Linked DNA regions of Capra hircus: region 1 is linked to region 2. A link is a contact called in public Hi-C data. All regions are on one chromosome and are shown on one strand. The core of a region is the stretch at or near the end of the contact, and the rest is flanking DNA. Distances in the headings are between cores, read along the strand shown.

Region 1 (7,449 bases), core at 4,544-7,043, 72 kb before region 2:
CTGGGGTCTAGAATCACCAATTCAGCTAGGGAATGAACTGGCCCACTTCTCAGGCAGCAAGTTGTGGGCTGAGAATCTGAGCAGCAGTGGGTCTCTGCCTATCAGGCCCTCCCTTCTTCCTGGCCCAGGGGCCTTGAACTTCAGGGAAAGTAAATATCACTAGACGCAACCGCCACCACCATACCTACCTCTAGTCACCATCTGGGACTGCTGGGCACGATCGAACAGGCTACGCACTGCCCAACTCCAAGGGGCACTGTGCACCCAGTCTATGATACGGCGCCCCCTGGAGGTGAACAGCGCCTTGCTCTCACCACCGAACACGAACTGAACGCCTACTGTGTGAGCGCGTGTGTGTTCAGTTGCTCAGTTGTGTCCGACTCTCTGTGACCCTGTGGATATAGCCTGCCACAAGGTACTATGTGAGTGCCGTGTGCCATTTAATCCCCCAATGAAAGGATGATGCTCTCAACTGTGTAAAGTGAGAAAATGACAGCCAGAGGCAGAGCAACTGACTCCGGGAACCAGGGTCACCATCTGAGACTCTGACGCCCAGCTTGTAACTGCATTAAACGAATGGGGCCATGAACTCAGTGGGGGTCGGGGGTGAAGCCTGGCTGACATGCAACCAAGGGAATCCTGTTTTACACCTCACTGCTATATCATTTGGGGGCGGGGAGGCAGATTGTTAATCCAATTCTCACCTCCTCCCATTTTACAGATGGGAAAACTGAGGCTCAGGAGCAGCTATCACTTCACAGACTCACTTCTCTCCTCTTAGTCCCATCCCAGGAGGTGGGGGAGGAGGGAAGAGGGTTGGTGGTGGTTAAGGACGCAGCTCTGGAGTTGGATGACTCTCTGACAAGGTAGATTGTTGTTCTTCTGAGCCTCAGTTTTCCTTTTCTGTAAAATGGGCTGTTGATAGGTTCAAACAGGGTAATAGCACGTACTCAAAAATCTCAGCAATTATTAACACACTGGGAGTAGGCTGTGACTGTTCTTGGGGTCCTATCTCTCTTCCTATTCTCTTATTCTCTGCTTCTACGTTTTGTTTTGTTTTTTTCCCTATCCCTGAAATACCAACCTGATTAGTGTATCTAAACCCAGAAGGAGGACGGTTCCCAGCCCCTGCCCCTCCTCCCAGCTACTGAACACACAGGCCTGGCATTCCGAGGCATGGGCGGCTCCTGGAACAACAACAACAAAAGCAGCATTCGGGACCAGGGCCCTTGAAGCTCTTCCGGAGACCAGATGGCTCCGGCCCAGCTGCCCTCAGGCAGCCCTTGAAATGCCAAGAGAGTTCGAGAGACCTGCCAGGAGGGCAGCTCCCACGGCCCCCTTCAGGGTCGGGGACGGGCCGTCAGGGCCTTTGATCACTGAAGAGCTTCGACTCCAACAAGACGCACTAGCCACAGGTCACGATTTAAATTTGTTAAAATTAAATAAAATTTAAAATTCAGCTCCTTACTGACATTGGTCACATTTTCAGAGCCCAGAGGCCCCCTGGGGGCTACCGTACTGGCCATGGCAGATTTAGGATGGGGTCAGCACGTGATGACCCTTGGGTCGAATCCACCCGTCAGCTTATTTTGTGAGGTCTGTGAGCAAAGAGTGATCTTGACTTTTTTTTTTTTAAGGGAAAGAGGAGGAAGAGGATGAGTTGGGAGGGGAGAGGAGAAGCAGCAGCAACAAGAAAAACCATTTTGCAAAACCTGAAATATTTACTATCTGGTCATTTATAAAAAAGGGCTTCCCAGGTGGTGCAAGTGGTAAGGAACCTGCCTGCCAAAGCAGAAGACCTACGAGACGTGGGTTCAATCCCTGGGTCGGGAAGAGCCCCTTGGAGGAGGGCACGGCAACCCACTCCAGTATTCTTGCCTGGAGAATCCCGTGGACAGGGGAGCCTGGCGGGCTACAGTCCATAGGGCTGCACAGCGTTGGACACGACTGAAGTGACTTGGCATGCACGCGTGCATTTACACAAACAGTCTGCTGAGCTAGACTACTCCTATCATTCACCCAAAGGTCCACAGTCACTCCCCTACATATAACGAGGTCCATTCCCAGTATGCATTCAAAAGTCCCACAAGGTTAGCCTCGGTATCCCAGCTCATACAATCAGCTATACCACTGCTGCCTCTACGCTTGCTTCCAGACATCCTGGGCTTGAAATAGAGATGCTGTACCCCCGGACTCTGTACAGTACTGAACGGTAAAGTGAACAAAAGCACAACCACTTGTAACAGATGCACACACGTGACAATGGACGCCAGACACTGACTTAAGTGGCTGGACACGCGAACACAGTTCACATCTTTGAAAGCGTGCAACGTGGAAGTTCGTCTGTAGGGCACAGTGGAGACCCGGGAGACACAGCGAGAGCTTCCTTGGTGGCTCAGCGGTGAAGAATCTGCCCGCCAGTGCAGGAGACAGAGGTTCTGATCCGGGAAGATCCCACATGCTGCAGAGCAACTAAGTCCGCGGGCCACAACCACTGAGCCTGTGCTCTAGAGCCCACTGGCCGCAACTCCTGAAGCCCGTGTGTCTAGACCCCGTGCTCCACAAGAGCAGCCACTGTGATGAGCAGCCTGCACCCCGCAGGAAGAGCAGCCCCCGCTCACCGCACTAAAGGAAAGCCCTCACAGCAGCAGACACCCAGCACTGCCAAAGATAAACAAATAAATTATATCAAGAAGACACAGGAGAGGGGTGGGGGGGAGTCAATGAGCCCTCCTTTTCTCGTAGGAAGAAAATCAGAATTTATTGAGCGCCACTGTATCCCTAACACTAGACCAAGGGCTTTCCACGCCTCTACCTCATTTTAGCCTCACAACAGCTCAGTGGCAGGGTGGAGCAGGGAGGGGGCTCTCTAATTTACGATGACAAAAGGCCCATGGGGGTGCAGGGTAAGCACAGCTACACCAAAAAGCAAATCCGCCAAATCAATCGGACCAATCAGCAGACACAAACCCCGGGTAAGAAGACAGCGGTGGTAGGCGAGAGCATTTTTCCCCGAACACATACTTTCACGGCGTTTTTCTATGGTCTTGATCTATAGAATAATAAAACAACCAGTATTTTTTTTTTAGTCCTATGCCAGCCACAGTAGGGAGGGTCAGACTGAAGGGGCTCCAATCCTGGCTCCACCAGTTACTGGTGGTATGACCTTGGCAAGTCACTTAACGTCTCTGAGCCTCAGTTTCTTCATCTGTAAAATGGGGACGACAACAAGACCTCCTAGAAGGCTCACGTGAGGCACCCGGGCCCTTGAAATGTGGCCAGTGTAAATGTGGAAGTAGCCTCATAGGAGTCCTGGGAAGTATAAATAAGTTAGAGAATGTTAGAACAGAGTCTGGCACGTAGAAAGTGTGCTTTACTAAGAGGGAAAGCCAGTTTCTAAATCTGGCTCTGTCTTCATGATGACACGGCTCAGAAGATGAGCCAGCAGTGAGGATGAGCAAGGATTTCACATCACTCTCTTTCCACTGACCCATGGGCTGCCCTGAGTGACCACCAGAAGCAAGGGGAGGGGGCAGTGATGGACCATCGTCAAGACACCTTCAGACCTGGACTCATTCATTCCACAAATGTTTACTGAACACCTACTGTGCTTGGAAGCAGACGTTGTAACACATCAGGGCTGGCACCCCAGGGCCCTGCCCTCACGGAGATGATGCTTTGGCACAGAGCCAGGAAACCAGCATGCCAGATAACTGCACCCGTGACTGTGATAAACGAGCGGTACCCGAGGTAGGAGGGGGAGACGTGCCCTAAGGCGCCAAAGCTCAGCAGATGAAGAGTTCCCAAACTGGGGGCGGGGGGAGGGCTGGAGCACAGGACGCCAGCTCAGGGGGCAGGCCACGGCACTTATAAGAGTAGCCTTGGAGGGGTACCTGGTACCCCCGTGCCAGAGCTCAGCCATCAGCCTTGCGAGCCCTCTCTGTGGGAACAAGCTCCCAAGCATTCCATCACCATGGAGACCACCTACCCCTCTGGGGCCCAGTGACCTCGCCACCCCAAGCCTCCAAGGAGATTTAGGGAGACTGGGGTTCCCCCTTCAGGATCCCTGGGGATCAGAGACCTCTGACCTGCTCTAGAGGGAAACCAGCCAAGAAAAGCCTGCCAGAATCCAGTGGAGCAAGAGGAAGAGACAAAAAGGATAATTCTGCAGCTTTAAGGGGTGAGGCTTGAGCATAAGAAACACGTGGGGTGATTCAAGAGAGAAGAAGAAAAGGCAGGCAGGTGAGCGGCCTTAGAAATATCAGCTCATACAAGCCCTGACTGTACGCCAGGTACTGAGCTGAGAGCTTCACATGTATCACGGAGGCTCTGCCTCACTAGCTCTGTCCATGACCCCATCTGACTCTCCCGTATTAACCATCTCTTCACTGATCCTCAGAGAGGTAAGTTCCTCTGGCCAAGGCCACACAACAGGTTAGCACAGGAGCTAACAGGAAAACCCAAATCTCTCTCCAGAGCCCGTGCTCCTAGACTTGAGTTTCCTGAGTTTCCTCATTCATTCCACAAATGTTTACTGAGCTTTGCATTTTCTTTTTTTACCTAAAACATCAAAGCAGGGCCCACGCCTGCCACCCTGCCTCAATCTTGGAGGCCCAGTTCAGCACCCTGTTGGCACAAGCTCACGGTGGGGGGTCACATCCCAGCTCTTGCACTCGTATGTCAGGGATCCTGGGTCAATCCAGCTTGCGGAGCCTCAGTACTGCCATCTGAGAATGGGCGTTAACACCTGGAACAAAGAGTCACGAGGAATTCCTTAGCATCACCGCACCCAGCACACATGTGCAAACCCGCTAGCACTGAGTACGATCACTGTCATCACCGCACGGGGAGGGAGACTGGAGGGAACCTGTAGAGAAACAGGCCAGTGGTTTGGTGAGGCAGGGTGGGCACACTTCTGGGAAGGGCCAGGAAAGCCAAGGATTTTGCCGAGTGGGCCAGAGGGTCTGTCACGGCTGGACAGACCACTCGGCCTCTGCGCTATGAGAGCAGCCAGAGAAATACACGTGGCTGGGTTCCAGGAAAGACTCTTTACAGCATCAGGCGGCGACCCTGATGTGCCCCTCAGGCTATCCTGTGCGAAGGCCCGGCTCTGTCTGAACTCCCAGGGGAACTGGGACAAACCCACAAAATGCAGATGCAGAGGGTCAACGTGGAAGCTGGTGTATATTTGGGCTGGAACAGCCAGGGGCAGGACTCAGGCAGCCGGCCTCTGGTGAGAAAAATGGACAACTCAAGAAAGTTTATTTTTTAGAAGAGAGGTATGCACGCATGTGGGGTCATCCACTGTCTGGCCTGTCACCAAGGAAAGATTTAAGGAGAGCGACCTGTGTGTGCCTGGCCCTTCGATGGGCATTTTGCCTCTAACAACAACCTGGGGAGTTGAGGGAGGCACTCTTATTAGCCCCAGTCGACAGAGGGGGAAGCTGAGGCTCACAGAAGTAAAGAGTTCAGGGAAAGGTCACACAGAGAGCAACGAGCTCAGCCTGCAGTGGAACCAGCTCTGTCTGATCCCAGAGGCCAAGCTCTTTAACCGTCACCCCCAAAGCCCTGCCCTGCTCCACACACAGACGGGGACCATGTGTGTCCACGGTCAGGCAGCTGCCTGGGACATGGCTGGCTTGGCCTCCCAGCTCCCAGGGTGCAGCCTTGCCTCCAGCGTCTGGCGTGGCCCAGCTCTGCTCTGTGCTTCCTGTTCGGGAACACACGGGCCGGGCCTGATAAAGAGTATAAACAGGAAAGGGCCAGGGTGACCTTGCAGGGCCTGGGGCTTCCTGCGCCTGCACACCACACACACACCTACACACCCACACCCAAGCCTGTCTCCACTCCTCTGCCTGGAAGTGTCCAGAAGTAGGGGTAGAGGGGGTGGGAGGATCATCACACCAGGCTCTGTGTCCTGGTTCTGGGGATCACTAGCAACGCAGCCCTGGCTGGAGCAGAGGGAGCAGACAGCCGTGTTACACAACTGAGTCCTAAACTGGGCCTCAGTTTGCTCATCTGTGAACTGGGGATGCGAACACCCGCGCTAAGGATTCAACAAATGAACTGACAGCTCTGAGCTTCGTTGCTGCGCCACTGTTACTTCCTCCCTTTAAGGTGGTTCAAAACTTCCACGCATCAGAATTACCTGAAACTGTTAACAGACAGATTCCTGGGGCCTGTCGCCAAATAATCTGATTTGGAAGTTACAGACTTCTCGAGCTCTGCCCCTCCCCTGGCTCTACAAATCACTACATGGGGCACTGGATTCAGCATTTGAGGACTATTTACTGGCTGGGCACTGGAATGGGCCCAGTGTGGGGGCCAAGAGCCAGACAGGTCCAGGAGCAATCTAGGCTCACTTAGGAAGCAAGTACAGGGAAGTAGAAAGGAAACCAGTTATAGTCTGGCTAAGAACACAGTGATGAAGATCAGTGACACAGTCACCTAGCCAGCACAGACAAATTAAATAAACCAAGATAAATATTTTAAAGAAATTTTAGAGGAGAATGTTAACATTAAAAAAAAAAAGAAGTGCGGAGGGCAATCAGGGACCAGAGTGGGGGTGACCTCGGCACACGTGGCCCCCAGGGGAAGCAGGACAAGGTGTCTACATCTCCCAGCACCCCGGGTGCGCACCTGCCGCTGCTCCGGGCCCCTAGTGGCGTCCTCTCCTCTCCTCTCCCCAGCCCTCAGTCTCCTCATCTGTAAAATGGGGCCAGCAGCACTCACCAGCAAGGGCTGTGGTGAGGACTTCAGTGAGATGGAGGCTTACCCGTGAGAAGATAAGAGCGGGGGATGCTGCCGCCCTTTGGTAATTATGGGTCCCATGTAAATCTGAGAGAAGGAAGCAGCCATGGCGGGGGTGGGGGTGGGGGCAAGAGGCTGGGGAAAGGAGGTCAGCAGGCTCCAGGAAGGCCAAGCAAGGAGCTTGGGGTTTATCCCGAGGGCAGAGGGAAGTGGCGAGTGCTGACGCGACTAAGGTCTGGGAGGGGGCATGGGCTTTTTCTAGCACACGATGGCTTAGAAGCTGAGGGCAGGAGGCCAGGCGAGAAGTGCCGGGGGGCCCAGGGACCAGCTCAGAGGAGATGCGATGGAGGACAGAGTGGAGGAGGCGGCCCAGAGGCCAGATGGTCTGGGCCGCAGGAGGTGACTCAGAGACCCCACTCTAGCCTCAGCTCACAGCCTGTCTTCCCCTGGGCCTCATCGGCCTCTCCGTCAAATGAGAGCAAGGGGTCTGCATGGCAGGTAGGACAGGGTGAGGAAACCACTGCCCTGGACTGCAAAACTTACAGGGGCATCCCCCAAACTCATATTCAGGATCGACAACGTTCAAATGCCACATTTACAAATGCCAGCCATATGCAGAGACGTGGATGGACCGAGGGACCGACAGAGAGCGCAAAGTAAGACAGAAAGAGAGAAACAAGTATCATATATCAACACATG
Region 2 (6,651 bases), core at 2,244-4,743:
CACACACACAGGCGTGCACACACACAGGCGCACACATGCGTGCATGCACACGCACGCGCACGCGCACACACACGCTCACACAGGCCAAACCCTCCTCACCCCACCCACTGCCACCAGGGTCTCTGCTTCCATCACCCCCGCCTGGGACCTTCGGCTTCCCTCCACACACACACACGCGCACACACACACACACACACACGCATGCGCCCGCACAAAGGGGAGGGGGGCAGGGGCTGGCCCTCTCAGAACAAGGAGCCAGGTGGGGATGGGGAAGGCTCATGTGACCTCAGGCAAGGTCGCTTGGTCTCCGAGCCTTGCTCCGGGCACCGCAAACAAGGAGGCTGGGGGAGACCAGTTAACCCCAAACCCTGCGGGTCGGATGGTCTCTTCCTCAAAGGATAACTGATCAGGGGGTCCTAGAGTCAAGGGTACACCTTCAGGTCCTGTGTGTGGTGATGGTAAAGAAGGAGACCACGAGTGTGGTGTGGGGCCCACACCAGCCTATACTGAGTTAAACCAGCAGCTTGGACGCGCACGTGTGAAAGAGCACATGAGCGGTGGACAGGACTGGCTACCTACATGCCCTGCAGACAGGGTTGATGTCTGAGGAGTTCCTGAGACCTGTTTATCATAATTTCTCGGGACCAAGAACTCTGGGTCTTGGTCTCTAACGGTTCTTCAGTAGAGAGAGGAGAGAGGTGGGCGGGGGGATGTCTATGTCACGTGTTTCCGGCAGTTGAGTCCCTTCATTGATCTGAAAGCCCCGCAGGACAGGTTGTGTTGTGCCCCTTTTACAGAAGAAGAAACCGAGGCCCAGAGCAATGTCACATCATGAGTAAAGGGCAGATTCCTGACTCCCGCATCCATTTCTCGGCTGCCAATTGAGCTGAGAGGAAGGTAGAGAAAAGAAACAAATAGCCAGGTGGCAGAGGGCCTGGCAGTGCCTGGTGAGTGCCTCCTCACTGCTGGAGAAAGACAGACACCTGGTAATGTTGCCTGGACACCTGGATACAGCTATGCCTGAAACAGTTACAGCGACGGACTTGTTTTTCTGCCACTTGAAACTGAAAAGGTTCTAAAAAGGAATAGTTATACTTCCTGTGACTTTCAGTTCTTGGTCCCAGGTACAGTGTCTGGCACTCAGTAGGCCTTTTACTGACCTGAAAGATGAGTTGGGTCATTAATATATAAATTCTCCCAAGTCCCCTGAACTTCGTCATGATGGCATTGCTCCCTGTGACTTCTGCTCTTTTCCCGACTAGGTGGGAGCTTCAGGGAGGTGGGGGGAGGGCTCTGTATTACTCACCAGCATATGCCGGGTTGGCATCCAGAGGGTGCAAGCTTCTTAAACTGGGGAGACCTTGGATTCATGGAGGGCAGGGTGGGCTCTGCTGGGTAGGATTGGGCAGTGGTGGGTGATGGGAGTAGGCAGCATGCCCCATGGCGTGTCCCCGGGACCCTCACCGTGCCCGGGCACCCCAGTGGCTCTGTGCTGTGGGCCCCGTGACTCCCTGTAGACTGCTGTCTCTGGCCAAGGGCATCTGTTGGGTGTGTGCCCGGGGCAGCCTGGAGGAGGCAAGGGGTTGATGTGCGAGGAGCATCCTTCAACCACATAGGGTGAGAGTTGGGGACAGGCCCCCTGATTCCCTGGACCTCACGTGGGACGGCTCAGGTGTGCCCCACCTGCCAGAGCGCCTCAGCAGGGCAGCGGCCACAACCACTTGCTTCTTCTTACAGACTGGAGTGTGTCTCCCTAAAGTCATAGGTGGAACTGAGTATGACCCCAGTGCAACTGTATCTGGAGAGAGGGCCCTTATGGAGGTCACAGAGATTAAGTGGGGCCCCGATCCCATAGGACTGGGGTTCGGATAAGACCAGGGCTGTACACACAGACGAGTGGCCCACTGGGGAAGCAGCGGGAAGGCGGCTTTCTGCAAGCTGTGGGGAGAGGCCTTGGGAGACACCAGCCCTGCTGCCCCCTTGACCTTGGCCTTCCAGCCTCCAGAACCGTGAGAAGATAAATGCCTGCGGCTGAAGCCCCCTGTCTGTGGCATTCTGTGACGGCAGCCCTAGCAGAGCGATGCCCACACTGATCCACCCAGTCTGGCTCCTCGGTCTTCCTCGTCTTCCTCCGTTAGTCCACTCTCCAACTCGTCCGCTTCATCCTGGGATCAGCTCCAAGTCAACTATGAGCGTGTGAATCCTTGTCTCAGAGTCTGCACCTTGGACAGTCCAGGCTCACACTCCTGTCCACGCTTTATCTAGCGGCACTGCTGGCCTTTGCGCTTGAAGGCAGCCCCTGGGGGCAGAACAGAGAAAAGACTGGAAAACACGGAACTCTACTCATCCGTGGCAATGATGCTGAGCCAGTGATGTCCGTCCTGGACTGAGGGAGATATCAACCACTGCTGTGCATGCCCAGGGCAGGGCGGTGAATGGACCCCAAAGTGTCCCTAGCAAGGTGGTGGCATCCAGCTGACCGCGGGCCAGTGCATCCTTTCTAGGGGAAGGACTGGGTGAGCGTGACTGCAGATTTTTTTTTTTTTTTCCAGTGATTCTGAGCGCAGCTTTTGGAAACAGTGCTGAGCCTGAATCTCTGCTTCAGCACTTTTTAGCTGGCTGACCTGGGGTATATCACACCCCTTCTCTGAGCCTCACTCTCCTTATCAGATGGAAATGATATTGACATTTTCTCAGAGGATGCTGGGGGTGGGGGATGTGGGTAAAGCCCTTGAACAGTGTCAAGTTAGTGGGGCGGGGTAAGTTCATTGCTTCTGAAGGTGATGATGGGGTGGGGGTTGGGGCGGGGAGAGGGAGGTCCGGGAACATTGAAGGGCAAGTGCTTTTTGTGGCCATGCCACACGCGGCTCTCCTCTGCAGTACGAGCACTTTCCCCTGAATTTAGGGAAATCCACCTTCATCCCTCTTGCCTGGAAAATCCCGTGGACGGAGGAGCCTGGCGGGCTGCAGTCCATGGGGTCGCAAAGAGTCGGGCAAGACTGAGCAAATTCACTTTCACTTTTCACTTTCATGCATTGGAGAAGGAAATGGCAACCTACTCCAGTGTTCTTGCCTGGAGAATCCCAGGGACGGAGGAGCCTGGTGGGCTGCTGTCTATGGGGTCGCACAGAGTCGGACACGACTGAAGCAACTTAGCAGCAGCAGCAGCACCCTCATCCCAGTGATGATAGCTACTTTGATGAGTGAAAATGAAATTTCTATCTGAGTGAGGCTGGGAGCTGAGCTGCTGGCTCGGGGAACAGCTGTCAGAGAGAAGCTCCCCCGAGGCCCGGATGGAGGCACACAGGCTCCGTTAATAGCTTGGCTGGAGGGCAGATGAAGTCTGGCTCTTCCCAGAGCCCTTCCTTGGAGGATACAGCAGGTGTGGCCAGGCAGAGAGGCGGCACTGGGGAAGGAGGGTTTGTGTGACTAGTTTAGGTAACAAGGTGGTGAAGCCCACCTCACCCCGTCTCCAGGATGCCCTGACCAGGTGCAGGGTCGGGGGGTCAGTGCAGGGTCGGGGGGTCAGTGCAGGGTCGGGGGGTCAGGTGCAGGGTTGGGGGGTCAGTGCAGGGTCAGGGAGGTCAGGTGCAGGGTCGGGGGGTCAGTGCGGGGTCAGGAGGTCAGGTGCAGGGTCAGGAGGTCAGGTGCATGGCTCGGGGCAAGCATATGAAAGAAAACAAGGTGCAGAGAAGTCTGTGCCCAAAAGGCTTGGAAAGAGGGACTCAGACAAATCCCATCTACACATGTTCACAGCAGCAGCATCCACAGTTGCCGAAAGGTGGAAATAACCCATGTGTCCATCAATGGATGGATGGGCACACAGATTATGGTGCAGCCATACAATGGAATGTGGTCTGGCCATAACAAGGAACCCAGTGCTGGTATGTGTGACGATGTGGGTAAACCTCAAAAACATTATGCTGGGTGAAATAAGCCGGAACCTAAAGGACACATATCTTATGCTTCCATTTATTTGGAATAACCAGAAAAGGCACATCCATAAGAGACAGGACAGAGGTTCAGGGTTGCCAGGGCCTGGGGCAGGGGGGAGGCTGGGGAAGGGCTGCTTAACGAGTGCAGATTATTACTTGGAGGGGGTGACCTGGTTTGGAACTAGATAGAGGCGGTTGTCGCACAACACTGGGAAAGTGCTGGATGCCACTGAACTGGACTTCCCCGGTGGCTCAGTGGTAGAGAATCTGTCTGCCCTTGCGGGAGACATGGGCTTGATCCCTGGTCTGAGAAGATCCCACATACCTCGGGGCAACTGAGCCCAGGCACCACAGCCACTGAGCTGGTGCCGTAGAGCCAGCGCTTCCCAGCAAGAGGAGCCACCACGGACAGCAGCCCCTGCGAGCCTAGCGCCTGCAGGCGGCAGTGAAGACCCCGCACAGTCAAGAATAAAAAGTAAACGTCGCTGAACTGCTGGCTTTAAAGTGATTGGTTTTAGTTATGTGAAATTCACCCAATTTTTTTTTTTTTTTAGGTGTAGCCACTATGGAAAACAGTATGGAGGGTTCTGAAACAAACTAAAAATAGGGTTGCCATATGATCCAGCAATCCCATTCCTGCACATACACCCAGACAAAACTGGAATTCAAAAGGATACACGCACCCCTGTGTTCATAGCAGCACTATTCGCAAGAGCCAAGACGGAAGCAACTTAAATGTCCATCAACAGATGCACGGATAAAGGTGCGGCACATAGGTAAATGGAATATTACTCAGCCCCGAGAAAGAAATAACGCTATTTGCAGCAACATGCGTAGACCTAGAGATGATCACATGAGGTGAAGTAAGTCAAACAGAGAAAGACAAACATATATGGTGTCACTTACATGTGGAATCTAAAATAAAACACACATGAACATAGCTATGAAGCAAAAACAGACTCACAGTCACAGAGAACAGACTTGTGCTTGACAAGGGGTGGGAGGGAAGCATTGGGAGTCTGGGATTAGTAGATGCAAGCTAGTATATATAGGGTGGATAAACAACCAAGTCCTGCTGTACGGCGCATGAGACTAGATTCGATATTCTATGATAAACCACAGCAGAAAAAATACGAAAAAGAATATTTAGAGCTATAACTGAGTCACTTTGCTGGACCCAGAAATTAACACAACATCGCAAATCAACTATGCTTCAATAAAATAAAGAATTTTTTTGGTTTTTAATTTAAAAGGAGGCACAGTAGGGTGAGAACTCAGAGGCACCAGGCAGGCTGAAGATAGAGTTGGAAGTGGAACCCTGGCCACCTGGGCTACCTGAGTTTCTCCAGGGAAAGAGAAATCAGAGTTTTTCCTGGACACGTTGCCCCTGTCAGAATTCTTGGGAAATCTTGGACTGTGGGGTAGAGGGGTGAAGGCTCGATGAGCACCAAACTACCTAGTTCACAAAGCCTCATGAAGACAGGCGAGGCAACCACCTGGGCCGGCTTACAGGAGGCAACTACATGCTGAAATGCATCTCCGGGATGATGGCGCCTCTTCCTGTTGTCATGGCGACTGGCACATCATTCTAAGCTGCTCAAGCCACTTTCGAGAGAGGCAGAAGACACTGACACTCCCCTCTGGCGCACCATCTGGTGCTCTTATCCGCGTGTGGGCCCCCCAGGGGCCCAGGTTAACACTGTAAATGTTCCCTGGAGGCTGGGGCTCTTGGCGAGTTGTGCTGAGGATGACATTTGACCATTTTGGGGGTGGATCCTGGCACGTCTTGGGTCTACCCGCAGGATAAGGTGAGGATAGGAGACAAGAAAGATGCCAGCTCTCCACAGATATCAGACTAGACATGGGGCCCAGAGGAGGTGGCGGCAGTACCCAGAGCATTAAAGGGGATGACGGAGGCCACTGCGGGTCCTGCCCCTTCCCAGGATAATGGCAAATTCCAAGGAAGTTTTTGTTCACTGCAAAGGTACTCTGCAGGTGGACAGGGAAAAGGCAAGGGACCAACTGAATCCCTCGGGAAAGCCAGTTTGAGCTATCTGAGATAAAGAAGTCAGAGAAGCAGGGACCGAGGGCAGCAGGCAGGACCGTGCTTCGCAGGCTCCTGCATCTGCTGGACGCGGGTCTGTCTTCCTCTGCGTCACTCAGGCTATGGCTCATGTTGAACCCACCTCACTTAGACACAGTCTTCCCAGCGAGCCCACGGCAGCTTCTGATTATTTCTGTGGCTCCCCCCTTCCTCCTGCTGCCCTCCTGGGAAAGATATCCCTGGAAACAAAGTTGCTTGGAATAGAATCATGGACCCTTTATCATTCACCTCTGGGAAGCCCAGAGAACAGGAGAAGCGCTGAAAATTTGAGAGTGGCAAGTGTCGACATTTTTTCCCCCAAATGGATATTGGAAATGATGGGTGGATCCTCAGGAGAATTTGGGAACTGATGATGGAAAAGGTGGTGCTTGGGAATACTATTTTTTCATTTTTTAAAGAGTGACCCCTAGGCATCCCCTGTGTTCGTTTAGAGCTAGTCATGCTGAACCCCATTTCCTCCCTTGTGATGCAGGGCAAAGCCATAGACCTGTAATGACAGGGGTTTGGCTGTGGACTCTGGGGCCACGCTGTGCCCAGACGCCCATCTTGACTTTTCTCTAACGGCTCCACACGAGTCTTGCTTTTATGCGGTGGGACTGCTGGCTCTGTTGG

Evidence for each region. A called contact is a pair of places that touch in the nucleus more often than the background predicts.
Region 1: a contact with region 2 is called in a Hi-C map of blood, with 2.0 times the contacts expected there. The contact joins two enhancer-like sites. A contact is called at or near these places in 2 of 5 Hi-C or Micro-C datasets (both in blood).

Annotation. Positions count from the first base shown.
Region 1 is chr17:4,865,550-4,872,998 of ARS1.2, reverse strand. The region is part of intron 1 of TPST2 (protein-tyrosine sulfotransferase 2); the gene reads right to left. Among named protein-coding and RNA genes, the nearest start is that of TPST2, 30 kb to the right of the region's middle. Within about 2 kb of position 5,793, at least 2 of the 5 cell types and tissues checked have an H3K27ac peak or open chromatin away from gene starts, as enhancers often do.
Region 2 is chr17:4,791,548-4,798,198 of ARS1.2, reverse strand. No RefSeq gene overlaps it. Among named protein-coding and RNA genes, the nearest start is that of CRYBA4, 21 kb to the left of the region's middle. Within about 2 kb of position 3,493, at least 1 of the 5 cell types and tissues checked has an H3K27ac peak or open chromatin away from gene starts, as enhancers often do.